2 separate regions of the Mus musculus genome follow, and region 1 is linked to region 2. Evidence: chromatin contacts called from public HiChIP or PLAC-seq data. All regions are on one chromosome and are shown on one strand. The core of a region is the stretch at or near the end of the contact, and the rest is flanking DNA. Distances in the headings are between cores, read along the strand shown. Region 1 holds the start of Odaph (odontogenesis associated phosphoprotein). Region 2 overlaps Parm1 (prostate androgen-regulated mucin-like protein 1).

The links. HiChIP or PLAC-seq counts read pairs in DNA pulled down with a chosen protein or histone mark.
Region 1: a FOXA1 HiChIP or PLAC-seq map of pancreatic cancer cells shows a contact between it and region 2. The contact joins the promoter of Odaph here to the enhancer-like site in region 2. A contact is called at or near these places in 5 of 39 promoter capture datasets (the 3T3-L1 cell line, embryonic stem cells, hippocampal neurons and 2 more), 1 of 115 datasets of contacts at active chromatin or transcription factors (pancreatic cancer cells) and 2 of 9 other capture datasets (embryonic stem cells and macrophages).

Annotation. Positions count from the first base shown.
Region 1 is chr5:91,985,800-91,992,377 of GRCm38.p6, forward strand. Odaph (odontogenesis associated phosphoprotein) reads left to right here and starts at 1,674. Exons shown (of 2, transcript NM_001177577.1): 1 at 1,674-1,759. The coding sequence starts at 1,696.
Region 2 is chr5:91,560,813-91,567,555 of GRCm38.p6, forward strand. All of the region lies in intron 1 of Parm1 (prostate androgen-regulated mucin-like protein 1), which reads left to right. Among named protein-coding and RNA genes, the nearest start is that of Parm1, 46 kb to the left of the region's middle. Within about 2 kb of position 4,864, at least 40 of the 459 cell types and tissues checked have an H3K27ac peak or open chromatin away from gene starts, as enhancers often do. A contact at or near this core is called in hippocampal neurons and pancreatic cancer cells, where this site is marked.

The DNA of each region.
Region 1 (6,578 bases), core at 424-2,923, 420 kb after region 2:
GTATTTCTTTTTTCTAACAAGAACCAGCCTCTTAATTCTTGTGACCACTTCCTGTTACTCTCACAACTGAAAGAATCCTCTCGGGAGGCCAGCCAAGCACTGGTGTGTCTGGCTGTGGTGGTTTGAATAAGAATGGCCTCCATATGCTCATGAATGTGACTAGTTAGTCACCAGGGAGTAGCGCTATTTAAAAGGATTAAAGGGATTAGGAGGTGTGGCCTTGTTGGAGGAAGTGTGTCACTGGGGGTGGGCTTTGAGGTTTCAGAATCCCATGTGGAGCCCAGACATCTCTGCTTACAGATCAGTATGTGGTTCTCAGGTACTGCCCCAGTGTCTACCTGCACTATGACAGGCTTCCTGTCATGATGATGATGATGGAATAACCCTCTAATACTGTAAGCCAGCCCCCATCTAATGCTTTCTCTGTAAGAGTTGCCTTAGTCTTGGTGTCTCTTTACAGCACTATAACAGTGACCAAGACACATGTTCATCTTACAAGCAAGTTGGTGACTTAGAAGAAAGTCTAGAAAGTAGGCTTATTAAGTTATGCTCCAGGTTTCTTCATTTTTGTTTAAACAATGACCATAGTGGCCACAAGGAAAGACACTTTTCTACCCATGGCCCTTCCCTCATGGGCAGACATAGGGCAGAGAAGAACCATACACTTGGGTCAGAATCTAACAGCAGCTTCTTCAAACACCTGGATCAGGAAATCTCCTCTTCCCTCATGATTTGCTCCAGGAAGTCAAGCTATGTGGTGAGGAGCTAAGGTAGTTCTTTTCTGTGGGGAGTTTGAATGAAAATGGCTCTAATAGGCTCATGCATTTGAATGCTTGATCTGAAGTTGGTGGAACTATTTGGGAAGAATTGGGAGGCATAGGGGTAGACTTTGACGTTTCAAAAACCCATACCACTTCACATTAGATCTCTCTCTGTCTCAGGCCTGTGGATAAGATATAAGTTCTCAGATACTGCTCCAGCACCATGCCTGCCTGTCTGCTGCCATGATTCCCCACCTTGGTGGCCATGGGCTCACCATCTGAAACTGTCAGCCCAAATAAATTCTTTCTTTTATAAAAGTGGCTCTCGACCCCGTGGGTTATGACCCCTTTAGGGGATAAAAGACCCTTTCATGGGGGTCGAATATCAGATATCCTGCATATCAGATATTTCCATTAGGATTCACAATAGTGGCAAAATTAGTTATGAAGTAGCAATGCAATAATGTTATGGTTGGGGAAAGGGGGAGTTACCACAACATGAGGAGCTGTATTAAAGGGTCGCAGCATTAGAAGGTTCTATAAGCTGCCTTGGTCAGGTCATAGTGTTTTTGTCATAGCAATAGAAAAGAAACCAAAATACCTTCCCTTGCAGCTGGAGAGCCATGGTTACAAGTGAAGAGAAGGCACTGAGGTGGGGAGTGTTTGGAACTGACAGGGTAGTGAAGGTAAGGTGGCTTCCTTCAGTCCAGAGTGAAGGAGAGGTGCGTGACGCTTGCCTGGCATTACCAGAAGCTTCAGGTTGACGAAGACTGTCTGGTATTTCCTTGAGAGTTTCTTACTCTCCCACCACAGGTCCGGGTGGTTGTGGTCCACTATGCAAATGCAAATTGCCTGACTCAGGCTGCTGCCAACTCACTCACTCTCCTTTAAAGCAGCCTGGGGCCCAGAGCAGTGAGTGCTCAGGGCAGAAGCCATGGCTCCAGCTTTCCATGTCTCCTGGTTACTGGTCAGCTGGTTGGTGGTAACTACAGCAGAAGGTAAGAGTCTGAGTTTTTACCTACTGTGTGTGGGTTAGATAAATAATACCATACAGGAAAACAAAGGTGGCTTCCATGGTTACATATTTCCATATGTTGGAAATGTTTCTTTGCTACCATCAGCCTGTGTGAATGAAATGAAAGGCTGGGGTGGCTCACCTGAAGACCTGGATCCCAGTCTTAGCGTTACCTCTGTGATTTTAGGGTATACTTGAACATTATATATGATTATGCATTGTTGTGGGGCTGGAGAGGACAACTGAGCTATAAGCAAAAGCCTCTGCACATTAAAAGCACTGCATCAAGGCTACTGTTGTTACTACGGTTATCGGTTATGGAGCTAACAGTGTTTATGTGGAATTATAGCACTGTCTGCTTCCTTCCATTTCCAGCAGCCAGCTCTTCAGGCTGAGTCTTTGTTTATTGCTTTAATGAATCATACCTGATGAGCTGTGTCTTGGCTCTACCAAGGTGAGCAGATTTCCTGAGGCTGACTAATTTCTCCCTTGCTCCCATTCTCCCCTCCCCCAGCACCCCCCCCCCAACCCTGCACTCCTCCCCCTTGCTCTCCACTGAACCTGCAGATGCTCTGAGCATGGACATTGGATTTCAAGTCCCTGCCCAAGGGAAGATATGGAAGATAGGAGAAAGGAATAGGAAGGAGAACCTGGGGGCCCTGCATCTAGCATTTGTTTTCGTAATTGACTTTAAATGCAGACGTAGGTGCTGTTCAGTGAGGAGGGATCCAGTGTTGGACAGAGCCTCTCGCCCACTTACATTCCCTGACCTAGGGAAGCTTTTCAAGGGGTTCAGTGAGACTCCATTCATCTTCCAACATTTTCTCTGCAGTTGTCACACAATGTCTGAGACAGACTGGAGACAGGGAGAGGCATCAGAACTTGTTGCTAGATACCCAGAGATCCCCTAACCCAGCCTCTGCACAGACTACAGCTATCACAGGGCAGCAGTTCCTCAATTCCCAAGATGAGGTTATGGACATCTGCTGAAAAAGAGGCCACCTTCTTTCCAGCTTATGGGGCACATGTAGTCACAGAGCAAATTTGTTGACATCTCTTGTTTTGTTCTCTTGAGGCTTTGAAAATAGCTAAATAGGTTATAACGAGATTCGAGATTTCAATTATTTATATCTAAAACTATCCTTTGAGGGCTGAACACAGTGGTGTGTGCCTCTGATCCTGACACTCAGAGGCAGAAGCCGGAAAGATATCTGCGAGTTCAAGGCCAGCCTAGTCTATGTAGCAAGTTTCAGAATGGAAAGCCAGGGTTACATAGTGAGACAATGTCCCCAGACAAACAAATAAAAATTTCGTCTGAAAGGTGAGATTTGGTCTCTGAGCTTGGCAGCACAGGTTCTAGGTCATCACTCATTTCTGCTTGTCCTCTGGGACTGACTGCCCAGCAGGAAGGCTCACATGTGTCCCTGTGCCCTTCGCCGTCCAAGAGCACCTGCTCCTTTCCTGCCTCACATCTGCTCTCTGCAGTTCTGCTTCGAGTAACAGCAATTAAATGCTACTGTAATATCACACTTACAAGTCTTTCTGGAGGCACTTTATTGTAAAATAGGTTGTTTTTCTCTGACATCTTTGGATTGTCAAAGCAGTCTGTGCCTCACCTGCAGTGTATGTTCCATGCCTGACTGGCAGATCTGTCTGTATCTAATCTCTTTCCAATCCTCAGAGACAGGCGCTATGGTTTTGTCATCACAGCGCTCAATTCAGCATGTAATATGGGATGTGCACACGGTTGACCCGACGTACAGCATCCTGAAGGGGGGACGGGGAGTTTAGCACATTTTCTGGGCTCTAAATTCTTTATCTTTCAAGTGATGAATTTTACAAAAATAGCCAATCGTTCTTGGTGTCCACAAAATGAATTGAGTTACAGTTATTATGAGTCAGTTAACCACGGCATTGGTATTTCTTTGTGGCTGGAGTCTGAATGGGCATGGGAAATCTAAGATTCCAGGTGCTCTGTAAGGAAGAATGGCGTGGGTAGACCCAGGCTTGCTGCTATAAAAATCACTACAGCTCTCTACAAAACAGCTCTTGACTGCCCAGATAAACCACAGAGCACAGGTAATTATAAAAAGATCTTCTCATCATTACCTCTTTTTTTAAAAAATCGAGCTAGTTTGGGGGTATGATACAAATTTCACGTCTAGACTATAATAAGCCCATTTAAGACTGACATCCAAACTTCAAACAATATTTTGGCTTGTATTATATAATACTATAATTTTAAATATAAATTATTATTTAAAACACTCTAAGGCTGGAATTAAATTCTCGCTGAGTACCACAAAAACACCGAGAAGAACAGCCAGTGTCTGCCTAGTCATTCAGAGATACACCAAGTCTTCAAGGATAACACTGCCATCCAGGGAGTGTTCCAGGTGCTGAAGACATCAGCAATGACCAACAGAATCAATAATCCCTCGTCTTCACAGAGTTCCTAGTCTTATAGTTATTATGTACTTTAGTCCTACCCTTACCTTGATACACACAGATCTTATATAAAAGATAAACAGATAAACCTAAGAAGTGAAGCTTGTGCTGCTAAAAATCCTTCTATAACATTCACAACCTTAACAATTAACAATAACAATTGCTAACTTAATAAATGTGTACTATGCAAAGGGTATCTCCCAGAACCGTTAATATCTTATCTTGGATAATTTCATAAGCCCATTGGATAGACCATACTATTCTTACATCTTTCAAATAAGGGAAAAAAAAACCCTCAGGGGTGAGGTGATCTGTCCTTAGTCACAGTATTAGAAGCAGGGACCCTGCCTCTGGAATATCATGCTGCCCTGCCTCTCCAGATGTTTGTTTGATTGTTTGTTTTTGTTTTTGTTTTTTGAGACAGGGTTTCTCTGTGTAGCCCTGGCTGTCCTGGAACTCACTCTATAGACCAGGCTGGCCTTGAACTAAGAAATCTGCCTGCCTCTGCCTCCCAAGTGCTGGGATTAAAGGCGTGAGCCACCACTGCCTGGCAGATGTTTTTTAGTCAACATTCAAATGTGTGACCTACTTTGGTCTTATTAAGTTTTCAGGATGCTTAGCTTTGATGTACAGTGCCCTTGCTGGTGTGTCAGTGTGTGACGTGTGGGAAATACATGTTAATCTTCACACTGTCCTTCATAGGTAAGAACATAGAAACTTATGCTGTTATAGAAATGAAGCTTTCTCTCCATCAGTTTAATTCTTCCACAGGCCCTGGGGGTAGGGCCAGTCTGTAAGATGGTCTGCTGGGCATTTCAGGAATGCTAAGGGCATGGTTCATAAGTTCAATGCTGGTGGGCCAAGACTGCTATGGAAGTTTTCCAAGTTCCAATCCAGCGTCCAGGCAGGGACGATCTCCCTAAGGAGGTCTGACTTGGGCACTACATGAGAGATCCAGGACAAGAGGAACTCTAGGCACCGGGAGCCAAAATTTAAGCCCAGGAATATTAAGGACTTTTGCCAAAGCAGCGTTTTGGGGTAGAGGGGACAGCACTGTTTAACTGTTTGAATGGGTACAAAGCTTGCAGCCCTCTTTAACAAAAGAAGAACCTGAGATGTTTGCAGCCCTCTTTAACAAAAGAACCTGAGATGTTTACAGCCCTCTTTAACAAAAGAAGAACCTGAGATGTTATTAGCAGATTGCCCAAGTTTTCACTCTGAAATGTGGCATTAGGTAAACTTAGAGAGGTAGTAAATCAAGATGGAATTTTCAAGGCAGTTTGAGGAGAAAACAAAGATAATGACTTCAGGAAGTGAGCAGAATGAGGTTAAAGAAGAGATAGGTAGGCGGGGTCAGCTGAGCGAGGGGAAGGAAGAAGCCGTTTAGCATCAATTCACATAGATAGTCTTGACCTTGTCCCATGAGACAGACTGCCAAACCAAGTCCTAGGGCTCCCACACTTTATTTTTACTTTATATGTAGGGGTGTTTTGCCTGCACACCACCTGCATGCCTGGAAGAAGAGTGTGTTAGATCCCCTGGAACCAGATTGGTAGTTGTAAGACACCATGTGTGTACTGGGAATCACACCTGAGTCCTCTGGCTGAGGAGCCAGTGCTCCAGCTCCAGTTCTTACATTCGAGGACACTTGCAGTAGTAACTTGGAAGTAGTAACCCACTGTAATCATCATGTGATTAGCTTGCTGGGGAAATATCAAAACATGTTTATATGGTCTCATCGACTGTCCTGGGTGGGTGATAGAGGGAAGCTGCTTGTGGATTCCCAGAAGAGAGCACGAAGCTAAACACCTCAGCCTGGTAGAAAAGTCTTCTGCATGCTCTAGCACCAACCACTATGGGATTGAGAGGTCAGCTTCAGGGCATCAAGAAACAAGATGAGCCTATGCAGCAGGTGGTGGTCAGGATGTTTATAAAGCGGGATAGTTCACTGGATGGCAGAGCTCAAGGCCTTGCTGAGCCTGACCTAATAGCCAGCTATCAGGATGAGACTTCCCAGCAAGGCTAACTTCTCTCCTAGTGGCTAGATTCTGAGTATATAAAGTTTTCATGTTACAAAAGTTAGGAATTTATCAGAAAGAATCAACACTGTGGGATTTAGTCATCTTCTATAATTTGATGTTTCTCGACCTAATTTCAGTCATATCGTTTCAATATTCAGTAGTCTGGATAGGTGTGGGGAAAATTACCAACCTTATAAAATGATTATCTTATAAGTATGACATTGTATACAACTACATACAGGCCTAACCACACCCATCCTTTTACCTTCTCTTACCATCTCCCACTATCAACTACCAACCCCTCCCAGGTGCTCCCACAAATCTCCATCCCAC
Region 2 (6,743 bases), core at 3,614-6,113:
ATACTATGCCATCTTCAAGTAAAATGAGAAAATTTTTACATTTCTCATCCTGATTATTTGTTACTGTGTATAAAGTGAAGAAGAAGGAAGGTGGGGGGGGGGGCTAAAACTGGAACTTTCATTAATTGAAACAGAAACGAAGCATACAGTGAGATCAAGATCCCTTGACATGGTCCTGCTAACTATAGATGAGAGACAATTTGAGCTCCACTGAATACTGTGTATTCTTTTATCATTAATCATCTTTCTATCCACCCATCCATTGCAAGAAACTTTTCTTTTTGATCATTTGCTTCTGTTTCCCTTTTTGCCCAAAAAGTGGCAAAATACATTATATAATGTCCTTAGAAATAGTTCATAAACTCTGAAGGCTCTTTGGTTTCTAGTCATTTTGAGAGTAGTGGTTCTTTCCCATAATGAAGATATACTTTGAGAGACAAAAGTAAATTGTGGGCCTCTATTCCTGATCAAAATTACAAATATTTTCCTGACATAAGAACCCACCAAACTGGACTGAAGAGAAACACTAAGGAAGCCAGGTTTGGGCTCCCTGTCATGCTAGTGGCTACTGGGTAGGTGACCATGGCACACATCTTGCGCTTGGGCTTCTCCTAACGTTGAGGAGTGGGTAGGGAAGAGCTACTGAGGTTCTCTTGCTGTTCCCTCTCAGTCCCGGAAATTTCCTGGGTCACAGGACCTTGACAGTTTGGCTTAGTTACTTTTCTATTGCTGCTTGCTGTGAAGAGACAGCATGACCAAGGCAACTTATAAAGCAAGCATTTAATTGGGGCTGGCTTACAGGTTTAGAGGGTGAGTCAGAGACCTTGATGGCAGGGAACATGGTAACAGGCAGCCAGGCATGACACTGGAGCTGGGGATGATAGATTACATCTAATCACAAGTTAGAGGCAGAGAGAGAAAGGGAGGGGGAGGGGGAGAAGGGAAAAGGGAGAGGGAGAGAGGGAGGGAGAAAGGGAGGAGAAGGGAGAGAGGGAGAGGGAGAGAGGAAGAGGGAGAGAGGGGGAGGGGGGCGGGAGAGGGGGAGGGAGAGGGAGAGAGAGGAAGAGAATATTAACTGGGGATTGCTTGGGATTTTGAAACCTCGAAGACCATCCCCAGTGACACTAATTCCATCAAGACCACGCCTTCTAATCCTTCCTAAACAGTTCCACCAACTGGGAACCAAGCATTCATACATAAGAGATTCTCATTCAAACTACCACACAGTTCTATTGGGGAAAATCAAACACCAATCCTGGCCTCATTTGTTATTTCATCTGTTACTCTAATGGAGGCATCTAAACGCTCTTCCTAGCTGCATTAGGTTGTACAGGTGTTGCTTTTGTTGTTGCTATGACCAAGTATTTGACAGAAACAACTTAAAAGGATGATGTTTTTACCTTGGTTTATGGGTGGCTAGTGACTTGAGCAGTGCAGCAGGAACATGGAGCAGATGCTAGCTGCTCAGTTCACAGTAGATAGGAAGTAGAAACTAGAGAAAATGAATACAGACACCAGACTCTTTCAGTGGCCCACCTCCTCCAAGTAGACCCACCTCCTACCTTTCAGAGTTTCCCTGTAAATTATGGTAGTGTTATAAGCTAATAGAGGGGGAATACATTCATTAGACCAGAGCCCTGGGAATCAAGCTGCTGAGAGACTGATGAGAGACTCATCACAGACATACCCAGTGTTACTGTTTTTTAACTTCTCCACATAATCAACTTGACGGCTCATCTAAACCATCACAGACAACCTAAACTTTAGTTTCAGAAGCGTTTCCAGACCTTGAGAGAAAAAGCACAAACGTTAGCAACCACACCGGGCTCTAGTGCCAGGGAGTGTGGAGCCACACCCACAATGTCATATTGCTCAAGCTGAGTGTGATTGCCACCACCGTTTTATCCAACATGACGGGTGTATCTTTCCTCCCAGATCCACACAGCGACCCTGAGCAGCCACAGGAAAGCAGTAAGGGCATACAGGGCCTCACATTTCATCAGAACAGTTAGTGCCCCTCTGGCTATAAAAACAACCCTGTCTCCAGAGGGCTAGGGTGTGTTGAAAGCTCTCTATTAGAAGGCACATCTCTGTGACTATTCCTTCTTTCCTCTGGCAGTAAAAGCAAAGAAAGGCAAGGTCAGCAGATCCACCTTGGTGTGATAGAACTGAATCCCTCCTGGGAAGGCAGGGCACCTGACACCTTCCCTCTCAGCTGCTCCTCTATCTTGCTATGTCCTCTGGGCAACAATGACGTGTAATGCCTAGCCGACAGCCAGAGCTTTGTTTTCCACTTTCATCTTGAGATTTTTCAGATGAGCTCTGGGCCCCCGCCCCCCAGGAGTCAGGGGAGCCTGGCTGCACCTTTGGTTATTGTCAAAGTCTTTGGCTCACTGCAAAAATCAAGGCAGTTCACAGCCAGATGCCCAACCCGGGTGCAGAAATGATTATTGCAACAATCTCACTCAAATGTATTTCAGCCATTGTTCTAGTTCTAAGGCTCAAGTCAAAGGAAACTTCTCTCCATATGAAGAGGCCACACTTTCTGTAGGTGAACTTAGAAGTGACTGTCTTAATTTGGGTCCCATTGCTGTGAAGAGATACCATGACCATGTGACCATGGCAACTCTTATAAAGGAAAAACATTTAATTGGCCCTGACTTATAGTTTCAGAGGTTTAGTCCATTATCATCATGATGGAAACATAGCAGTGTGCAGGCAAACACAGTGCTGGAGGAGCTGAGAGTTCTACATCTTGACCTGCAGGCAGCAGAAAGGGGTAGATTGAGCATAGGAGACCTCAAAGCCCACCCCTCAAGGTAACACACTTTCTCCCACAAAGGCCACACCTAGTCCAGCAAGGCCACACTTCTTAATGGTGCCCTTGCTTATGGGCCAAGCCTTCCAACACAAGAGTCTATGGGAGCCAAACCTCTTAAATCCCCACAGTGACAATCTCTGAACAGGAGGTAACAGTACCCAGAGACTTCAACCATATTAGACATTCCAGATCATTCTTTTCCAAACCTTACTCATGCCTGGATACACTACTCGGGAGCCATTTAACTGTGACCCTGCCTTTCTCAAGTTCTCGGAGCTTCTGAGTGCTAGGGGACATAGTCTTCACATGTCAATCACCAAACCAGTAAGATTCGATCACAGAAGACCCTGCCTTCTAAGTAGGGGACAGCTGGTATAAAGGGAACCCAGGGTTCTCACTGAGTAGTGAAAGGAAAAGAAAATAACTCCCACTCCTGTCCCTGACTCCAATAGGTTTAGATCCAGTAGGCATCCAGTCCAACTGTGATGAACCTATTTAATCACCTGGCAGGTGGATGCCCTGCTATGGAGATTTACAGTGCACATTTGGTCTAGAGACACACAGTCCCCCATTGGCAGACGTCTAGCCGTGCTGTTTCCAATCTGCCTGCATGTATTAGTGCAGCCATTGAATTTCTGTGTTATCGAAAGTAAAACTTGGTCAGGGGCCAAATGCTCTGCCTCATAATTTGCTTCTATTTTCCACAGCCAAAAATAAACCTTTGGAGTGAGAGGCCACTCTGAGTCTTAGGAGGCAGCACTCAGGAATCAAGGGTCTGTTCTGAGCCCTCCCTTTGCTTCCCATCCTTAGCACAGTGGCTCGAGGAAGTCATTCAACCTCTGGATTTGAGGTTTCGCATCTGTAGTGCATAATAGGATACAGAGATCTCAGAATTGAGTCGTGGACATTGGGGGCAAGTTGATTATGCTTATCAATTCTAAAGTCGTCTTTCAAATAAGTCCTTAGCCTTTGTTTTACCTTTGCACACCTTTATGACCTATGAAGGCTGTGTCTCAGCTAACACGTCATAAGTTATCTTCAGCACTTTGTCTCTCCTTTTTACTTTTTTTTTTAATTTTTGAGATTATATCCTTCCATCCCTTCCTTTTCCTCCCCCCCCCCCACACTTCATTTTCTTCCCTCCAAACTCTCTGATGTATTCCCCTTTCAAATTCATGGCCTCTTTTTCTTTCATTGTTATAACATGTATCTTAAACATATAAATACAACTTGTTCAATATATTGCATGTATATGTTCATTTAGTATCACATAAGCGATGCTCTGCTCTTCCGTGGAGAAGGCTATTTCTTCCATTATGAACATCCTTTAGTTGCCTGTCCTTTGTATAAGGTTAACACCCCCTAAGCATTTCCCATTTCATATTAGTATGTCTGTTGGTTTTGTTGTGATTATTGGTTTTACTGGTGAGACTTCATTGGTTTAGCTTCTCTGACAGTTGTAAAAGACACAGTCTGACAGCAAGCCTCCAGTTCTTCTGACTCCTACAATCTTTCCATACCCTACTCTGTGCTGTGGATGTATCCGTTAGAACTGGGTTTCACAACTCTGCAATAAGACAGGTTATGGTTTTCTGTGATAGTCCCCATCTGTCACAAACAGATATTTCCTTGATGTTTGTCTCTCCTCTCAATAACAGATGGAGTGGAGGTACATCTGAGAATTATACATCCTAGATTTTGGTTCTTAAAATGAAAATGCTTGCTGGGAAACCTCTGAGGCCAGCTAGGCCAGTTCTTAGGTCTCCTCAGAGTTTCTGAGTTCTGCTTTGTGGGAGTGTCTATTCCATGCCTTCTTCCGTGGTGGGGTAAACAAGGAACTTGCTTTGACCTTCAAGCACACTTGCCTGTCTGATCCTAATCTTCCTCCAGCCTAGTCTAGATTCTTCTTTCAGAAAAAAAAATCCTCAAGGTTTCTGGAATATGAGCTATTACAACACATTTTCTGGATGGTGTCCACCCCTCCCAGAGTCACAGGACACCTTGTCCAGCCACAGCACAATGATTTTATGTCACTGGTATTTTTGTGTGCCCATAGAATTCCTTGAGGTCACAGTCCTGATAGCGATGGTGTCTCCGGGGATTGTGCAAGGATGAGAAAGAATATGGAATGAATGTCCTATCTCTGAGCAGGACAGAGATGAAAACATAGGACTCCCTGAGTGGATCAAGGCTGGCTGCGCTCTGTGGACAACCAGAGGCAGAGAGATCCATCACTCAAGTATCTGTAAGGCCTAGTTCTGCAGTTGAGGAGTCCCTGCTTTTCGGATTAAGCATTGGGATGGTTTAATTTTGCATTTAACAATGTAAAAAAAAAAAACTATCAGTGAGAATAGTTTCCCATTCAACTATATTTGATTTAGAAACTTCTTTGTGTTGCCTCCATAATTTCCCAATTAAGCCCTGAGCTGGAGGTAACTTCAGAAAGAAACACAAATCCAAGTTTTAAACGTTTCCAAACACTTTACCTTTTACATACTCACAGATGAACCTGGATGGTCTTAGAAAATCAGCCACTGTGAGTCACTCTCCAATAGCACTGTAATCCCTGACATTCTGTGAAGAGCTTCTCGGCGTCCAGAACATCCCGAGCTTTCAAGGACTTGTCATTTATATAACATCTTTGTAAAAAGCTTTCCAGTTATGACATAGCATAGTACTCCACCCCCTCCTCCCTTGGTCTGCAGAGACCCCAAGAAAGCAGCAAAGCCTCCATCCAAAAAATAACTACACCCCCCCCTGGTTTCTTTCATTTAAAATGTCATTAAGTCCTTGACAGTGTAACCTAGATGATTTCCTGGATGCAGACAGGGACACAAAATGAAAACCAACAACTTGGGGACAAGGACTCACAGACAACTCAAGGTGGTTGTGCAGGGGCTACAAGCGTGAGTTTCAACAGAACGACAGTTGAAATTATTGACTCTGCCGCATATCATCAGCCATATGAAGTTTAGTTCATTTTTGTTATTTACAGATAATAAGACCATCATGCCTGCTATGTGACTGTACCTGAGGAGACTCAAACAAATGATAACTCATCCCAGATAGAGTCCTGGCAACGCTCCAAGCAACTAAGTCCAACTTGCTGAACCAATTGGTTTATTGTGTTTGCTTATAGAAGTATGGGCTTACTTGCAGAGTATTTACAGAAGCAGTGATGACTCAAAGAAGGCTGTGTCACTGAGACGCACACCCTGGTCTGGGTGACAGTTCATGGGAGCTGTCTCCCTGGCCACTCCCTATATGATTTGCAGGCATCTGGAAAGGTCAGAGGGTTTCTTGCCAGAAGTTGTTTCTGCTTACCTAAACTTGGAGAGGAGTCTCGGGGATGCTGTTTTATGTCAGCAGCTTCCTGAGATTTGAGATTGTTCCTGAGCCTTGTAAGTTTTCTACATTTTCTGAGACGAGAAGAGACCCTCTCCTCCCTCTAAGAGGGAGTGTTGTGATTTAGAGACAGTTTCTATACAACAGTACTGCACAGTGTTATTCTAAAGATTAAGCAAAACCATGTAAGAATGTATTCTCTATAATTACATCACATTTTTAGATACTAAAAATTATTACTTCCTACTTTAATGTTGCTTTTAGGAGCTTTGCTTAATACTTCTTGGGTTTGGGGGGCTAATTTCAATGGTTTTTTCTTAATTCTACATTGGTTTGTTTATCAATTTGTTTTTAAACCCATATTACATGGATCATAAACTTGAAATTTTAAAAAGAAATCAAACTTTCTGCCTTAGGGTTTTATTGCTGTGAAGAGACACCATGACCACAGAACTCTTATAAAGAAACATTTAATTGGAGGCTGGCTTACAGTTTCAGAGTTTTAGTTCATTATTGTCATGGTGAGAAACATGACAGCGTGCAGGCAGACATGGTAATGGAGAAGGAGAGTTTTACA